2 separate regions of the Canis lupus genome follow, and region 1 is linked to region 2. Evidence: chromatin contacts called from public Hi-C data. All regions are on one chromosome and are shown on one strand. Each heading gives the region's core, a stretch centred on a gene start, on an enhancer-like site or on the middle of the called end of the contact. The rest is flanking DNA. Distances are from core to core; before and after follow the strand shown. Region 1 overlaps LOC111095432 (a long non-coding RNA gene). Region 2 overlaps LOC111095431 (a long non-coding RNA gene).

Region 1 (2,700 bases), core at 195-2,694, 170 kb after region 2:
AGCATTCGGGCTGCTCCTGTGGCGGACACAGCTCCAGTGGGTTCGGGATTCTTCCCACGTTCCTGGACCACCACCAGTGCTCAAGGCTGGGCTTCTGCCTCCCACACGATTCCTTCGCTTTCAGACAACCATCAGTAGCAACACAAGCGTAAACGCAAAGTGGATGGTCCCGTGAATCCACCACCCTCCAGATCACTCCCTCTGGTGATATCAGACGCTGATGTTCTGGAAAGACTTCCATCCACACGGGGGACGCCAAGGTCTCCCTCTGGGGGCTCATCATCCTCAGAAACTCATCCTTCCCTGGGACTCCTTCCTTTCCCCAAACAAGGTTAGGATTTAAGAACTTCTTTCATGGCAACATCTGGCTCATTTCCACCAAGTTCTTGTTTTCTTTCTTTTTTAAATCTCTCATCTAAAGTCCTTTCAGTTTAGTTCAGTTGTATCCCCCCAGCCCCCCACCCCTACCCCATCCCCTTTCTTGTTCTTCTGGCCTTTGGAGATAGTGAAGCAGAGGCGTGGGGACTCATTACCCACAGCTGATGAGTCGGGTTAGAAGTGAAAGCACTGGCTGGGACCCGACTTCTTTATTTCTTTTTGGCCACAGAGCCACAAGGCTGGGTCCCCAGCGAGCCGCCTGGGGACATCTTGTTGCACCATCTGCCTGCCCCCACCCGCCCTACCAACCGCCAGGCTCTGATTGTTGTCATTGCCGATTTTTTTTTTTTTTAATGTTTTTGTTGGTTTTATAAATTCGCTAGCTCTGTACTTAACAGACCTGGCTTGCTAGCAGAAAAGCAAAACCAGGGCAAGGAGAACAAAGGAAGAGAGGCTGGCGGAAGGCTGGTCCACACTTAGCAAGGCCACTGCACGCTCGTGCTTGGGAGGGGTTGCTGGCCAATCCTTAAAACGCATCTGAAAACTTCTCATGGCCTAAGGGTTTCAAATACCCACACTTCCTGCTCCTTGGAGAGGGTATGCACAGAATGTGAGTGACTCACCAGCGGTGGTTTTCAAACGTGTCTGTCATAAGGAGGTAGCATCAAAAGCCCATCCTGTTTCAGATGTTATTTTTTCCACTCTCAGCTATGCAGAGTATAAAAGCTCAACGCTGAAAACCAGTGTTTGTTTTGAGTGCAGAAGGTGAAGGGCGAATTAATTGTACTGCAGCAAGTAAGAACCCAACTCTCAAGCAAAAAAAAAAAAAAAAAAGAAAAAAAGAAAAAAGACATGTAAACAGTGTGTAGATGGAGTTTCAAAGCCCTTGTCTTAGAAAAGTTTAATTATATTTCAACTAAAGCCAAACTGTCAAAACATGGGAGGGCGATCTGCCTGCTTTGAAAACGCATTAGCCTTCTTATGTAAAAGCCTATAATTGATCTCCTCGCCCGAAACTAGAGATGTGCAAAGAGGGGATGGCCTCTTAGAGCTGCTCAGACGGCACTTCCCTATCGACCACGTGCGACTCTTCAGAGCCCCGCTGGTGAAGTAGGAAATTGGAGAGCAGAACAAAGCCAAGCATAAAATGCTCCGTGAACGGAAAGGGTTTAAAATATCAGGCCTGGTCTGTGCAATGTGTAGGCCCAGGGCACTGTTGATGATCGTTTACATAGAGGAAACCCCCGGGGGCAGGGGCGCCCGGGCGGCTCAGTGGTGGAACGGCCGACTCTTGGTTTCGGCTGCGGTTTATGATATCAGGGTCATGGGATCGAGTCCCCCATTGGGCTCCTTGCGGGATGTGGAGCCTGCTTGAGACTCTCTCTCTCCCTCTGGCCCTCCCCCACTCCCCTCTATAAAAACAACAACAATAAAACACACAGAAGAAACCGTGGGAGAGCTCCTCACAGTCCAGAAAGCAAATTAGAGGTAAGAGCAGGCTGCACCTTCTTCCTCCTGAGAAGCAGGGATGTGTCGGCACTGCCCGGGGCCTGAGGCCTCTCTCCTCCATACGGACCACTCCCAGCCCAGCCAGGGCTGGTTTGGGGGTTGCTTCTCTTCTTCTAGACTCCACTTGGCCTCTTACCCCAGGAAGGAACTCCGGAGGGTTGAGGCTTTGCCCTCCTCATCTCACTTCCCATTCCCAGATCTCCTTCAGTGATCTTCTAGAACTTTCTGGTTGCCCTGGCAGACATTTTTTTTCTTTTCTTTTCAGAAAGTCTCAGCAATTTTTTTTTAATTTATTATTTTTTAATTTTTATTTTATTTTTATTTATTTATGATAGTCACAGAGAGAGAGAGAGAGGCAGAGACATAGTCAGAGGGAGAAGCAGGCTCCATGCACCGGGAGCCCGATGTGGGATTCGATCCCGGGTCTCCAGAATCGCGCCCTGGGCCAATGGCAGGCGCCAAACCGCTGCGCCACCCAGGGATCCCTTGTTTTTAATTTAAACATTTTTTTTTTTGACAACCTTTAGGGGCAGCTCAGTCGATCAAGCGTCCAACTCTCACTGTCAGCTCAGGTCATGATCTCAGAGTCGTGGGTTGGAGCCCCGCGGCAGGCTCCACGCTCAGCAGACATTCTGATCTTACTCTTTTGATGTCAGAGAGTTCTCTATATTCAGAAACCATTCTCAAACAGAATCACACTTGCGCTAAGGGAAAGTTAACGATGTCAGCCATAGGACACATATTTCGGGTTGGGCTGGATTACGCATCAAAATAGACCATGATAGGAACAGCAGTAGCAAAACGGCTGGGAAT
Region 2 (2,700 bases), core at 109-2,608:
TAAGAGAGTCTTTAATATTTTGCAAGAACCTTCCCCCAATCATAAAAATCACAGCATGATGGCCTTATAGTGACTATCTCAACACTGCAGTGCTAGCAGATTGCTCGGAATGCAGAAAAGCAAAACAAGATAAACAAAATACCAGTATCCACAAACAGAAAGCAGGTTCTTTTGGGGCGGTGCATGTCTTTTTGATGAGCTAAGTGTTGATTCTAACCCCAAAAGACAGAAAAGTGTGAGGTTAGATAAGTGTCTGCTAGATTCATGATTGCCATGTGGATTCTGTGAAGTCAGCTTCGAGGTCACCAGCGCTCGTTGCAGAGTAAAGGTCACCAATTGTTCATCCTTGCTCCGATTGGGCAGCTCCTGAAAGCAGAACGTGCACCACCTTCTGGAAGCCCTCTGCTAACTTCAGCTCAGCAACTGTGAAGGTGGATGCTTCTAGCAAGGGAGCTCAGGATGGATTCTGCAGGCATTGCTTGAGCAACGCCAAGTGGCCACTGGCCAGGGTCAAAGTTAAACCAGGAGATGGCTATCAAATGCAGTTGTTGGGTTTGGCACATCTCTCTTGAGCTGCTGCGGAGCAGGAAAGAGAGACGTTTGTTTGTGGCTTCAGTTCATCAGTTCTCCAGTGCACTCTTTAATCTGAGCCTTTTTATTTGCTCAAGGGAAAAACAAGTCTGCCTCCGCCCACCACGGAGGATTTAAATCGGACGGTCCCATAGAGTCCTCAGCCCACGCCTTTTTACATTTATTTTCCAGCAACCTTATTAGTTGGTTTGGGATGCCTTCTGCTTGTGTGAAAACATTTTCCAATAGATTTGCTGCTGCACATCCTATGATAAATCTAATTGTTTCCCCCTGAATCGTGCTGATCTGGGACACTGCATTTGCACTCGCATGTACGCGCTTGCACAAAGGATAGCGGGGCTGGATTAAGGCACGCAGGTCTGGCTGCACAGCCGCTCCCGTTGGGTTTTCTACGCTGTGGTTATCCTGCCTTCTGGTCGGTGAATAAATGCTGTTTGGACGGGGCCTGGCACAGATGCTTTAACCGTAAAGCTTAATGTATAACTAGTGTGTTTTTCTTCTGTGTCAGCAGTTGGCACCACGACACTGTAAATGCGGATTCGGTGAGTCGACGGGCGCGCGTGTCCGGGAGGGGAGGGCTGCCGTAAGCAGTTTTGAAATTCATGCCAGGGGTTGCTCTAAGCGATAAGGTAATTTGAGTAACCTGTACGGACTGTGGACTCGCAGGTTGCAAAAACAGGAAAGTCTCTTGTTTAAAACCCCTCTAAAGCAACATGCGGGCTTCGAAAAGAAGCAGGCTCGCGGTTAGGGATCGTACTTCCTTGTTGATAGGCTGCCGGTGACGCAAGGCCTCCTGGGATTGCAGCGCGGTGACCGCAGGCCCGACAGTTGCCCTGACCGGCCTCTGAAACAGGCCCGGGGCTTTCTGGACGGATGAGAAGTCTAAAAATTTCCCTTTTCATTTCCTCTCTTGTGTGACTTTGTCATTTTTTTTTTCTTTTCTCTAAACCGGTGATTGAAAAGGGAATTTTGCCCGTGCTCTGAAGGAGTTCATCTTGACTTAGTAGCTTCCCTCCCACTCCTCAAAAATCCCACCCTGAAAACCCCAAGCTAAAAAAATAAAAAATAAAAAAATAAAAAAAAAAAAAGCATCCATCCTGGCACATTTTTCAGTGAGCCTGTGTCTGATGAATCTGCTTGTGAAGCTGGATTCATAATGAGAAGCTCTTTAGAAACTGTATGATTTTTTTTTTTTTTTTTAAACCCTCTGGAATGTCTCTGTGTCCTCCGCCTTCTGGGAGTGTAAAGCCCAGGTAAATGCTGTGTCCTTCTGGAAACCCAACTGTCTCACGGCCAACTGAGAGGCTTGCTTGGGGTGGTCTCCGGGGAAGCTCCCAGTATATACATGCTTCTGTTCGGAAACATGAAAACAGATGCCATTCCGGGGGGACCCTGCTAACTGACCACAGCACAGAAAGCTCCATTGGCTAGATGCGTGGGCTGTCCTAGGCCTTGGAAACACTCTGTGTTACAAGAAACTTCAGAAAGGGGTTCTCCTGTCTGCCCTGGAGGGGATTCAGTGGGGACAGCTTGGTGGGCTGGACATGCTTTTAAGTGGCCGGTGCTCCTGCTCTCTGTCAAGGGGAGACAGAGGCAAACAGGTAGAAGCCATTTCCACACCCAAATTCCTCCCAAAATCCTTGTGGCTGTATTTTTTGTTACACATCATAAGCACATAGGCATATCCATATGTGTGCATGCATCTATGTACGTATGTACACACACTCACGTGTTATCTATGCTATTTGGCCCAGCCCACGAGTTCCTTTCATTTTTCAGTGAATTCAAAGAAGATAACATAAGGAAGAAGTGTGTATTTTACTGTTCCAGTAAATTACCAGTGTCACATGCCGAGTCTCACCAAACGAACCCATCTTTACTGATTCCCTTGTCTGGGCCCCGATGATCTACCTGGGATGTTTGCATGTCAGGCTGCTCTCTCTTTCTTTGGTAAGCCCAATATATCTGCCCCAATCATGTCATTGGGGCCACAAGGAAATGTAATCCTGCCAAGTGTGGGAGCTAATAACTGCCCAAATGTTAAGGTGATGCTGAAAGCAAGAGCTACTTCCTGGGTTATGCATAGGTGTTGTGGTGTGTGTGCATGGG

Evidence for each region. Hi-C and Micro-C count contacts between places; a contact is called where the count stands out from the background.
Region 1: a Hi-C map of blood shows a contact between it and region 2, with 3 times the contacts expected there. The contact joins two enhancer-like sites. A contact is called at or near these places in 2 of 9 Hi-C or Micro-C datasets (both in blood).

The regions. Positions count from the first base shown.
Region 1 is chr4:5,482,142-5,484,841 of UU_Cfam_GSD_1.0, forward strand. LOC111095432 (a long non-coding RNA gene) reads left to right here. Exons shown (of 5, transcript XR_005357761.1): 2 at 1-331. Among named protein-coding and RNA genes, the nearest start is that of IRF2BP2, 130 kb to the right of the region's middle. Within about 2 kb of position 1,445, at least 5 of the 20 cell types and tissues checked have an H3K27ac peak or open chromatin away from gene starts, as enhancers often do. A contact at or near this core is called in blood, where this site is marked.
Region 2 is chr4:5,309,948-5,312,647 of UU_Cfam_GSD_1.0, forward strand. LOC111095431 (a long non-coding RNA gene) reads left to right here. Exons shown (of 3, transcript XR_005357751.1): 1 at 1-1,844; 2 at 2,371-2,541. The region is part of intron 2 of LOC111095430 (a long non-coding RNA gene); the gene reads right to left. Among named protein-coding and RNA genes, the nearest start is that of TOMM20, 150 kb to the left of the region's middle. Within about 2 kb of position 1,359, at least 9 of the 20 cell types and tissues checked have an H3K27ac peak or open chromatin away from gene starts, as enhancers often do. A contact at or near this core is called in blood, where this site is marked.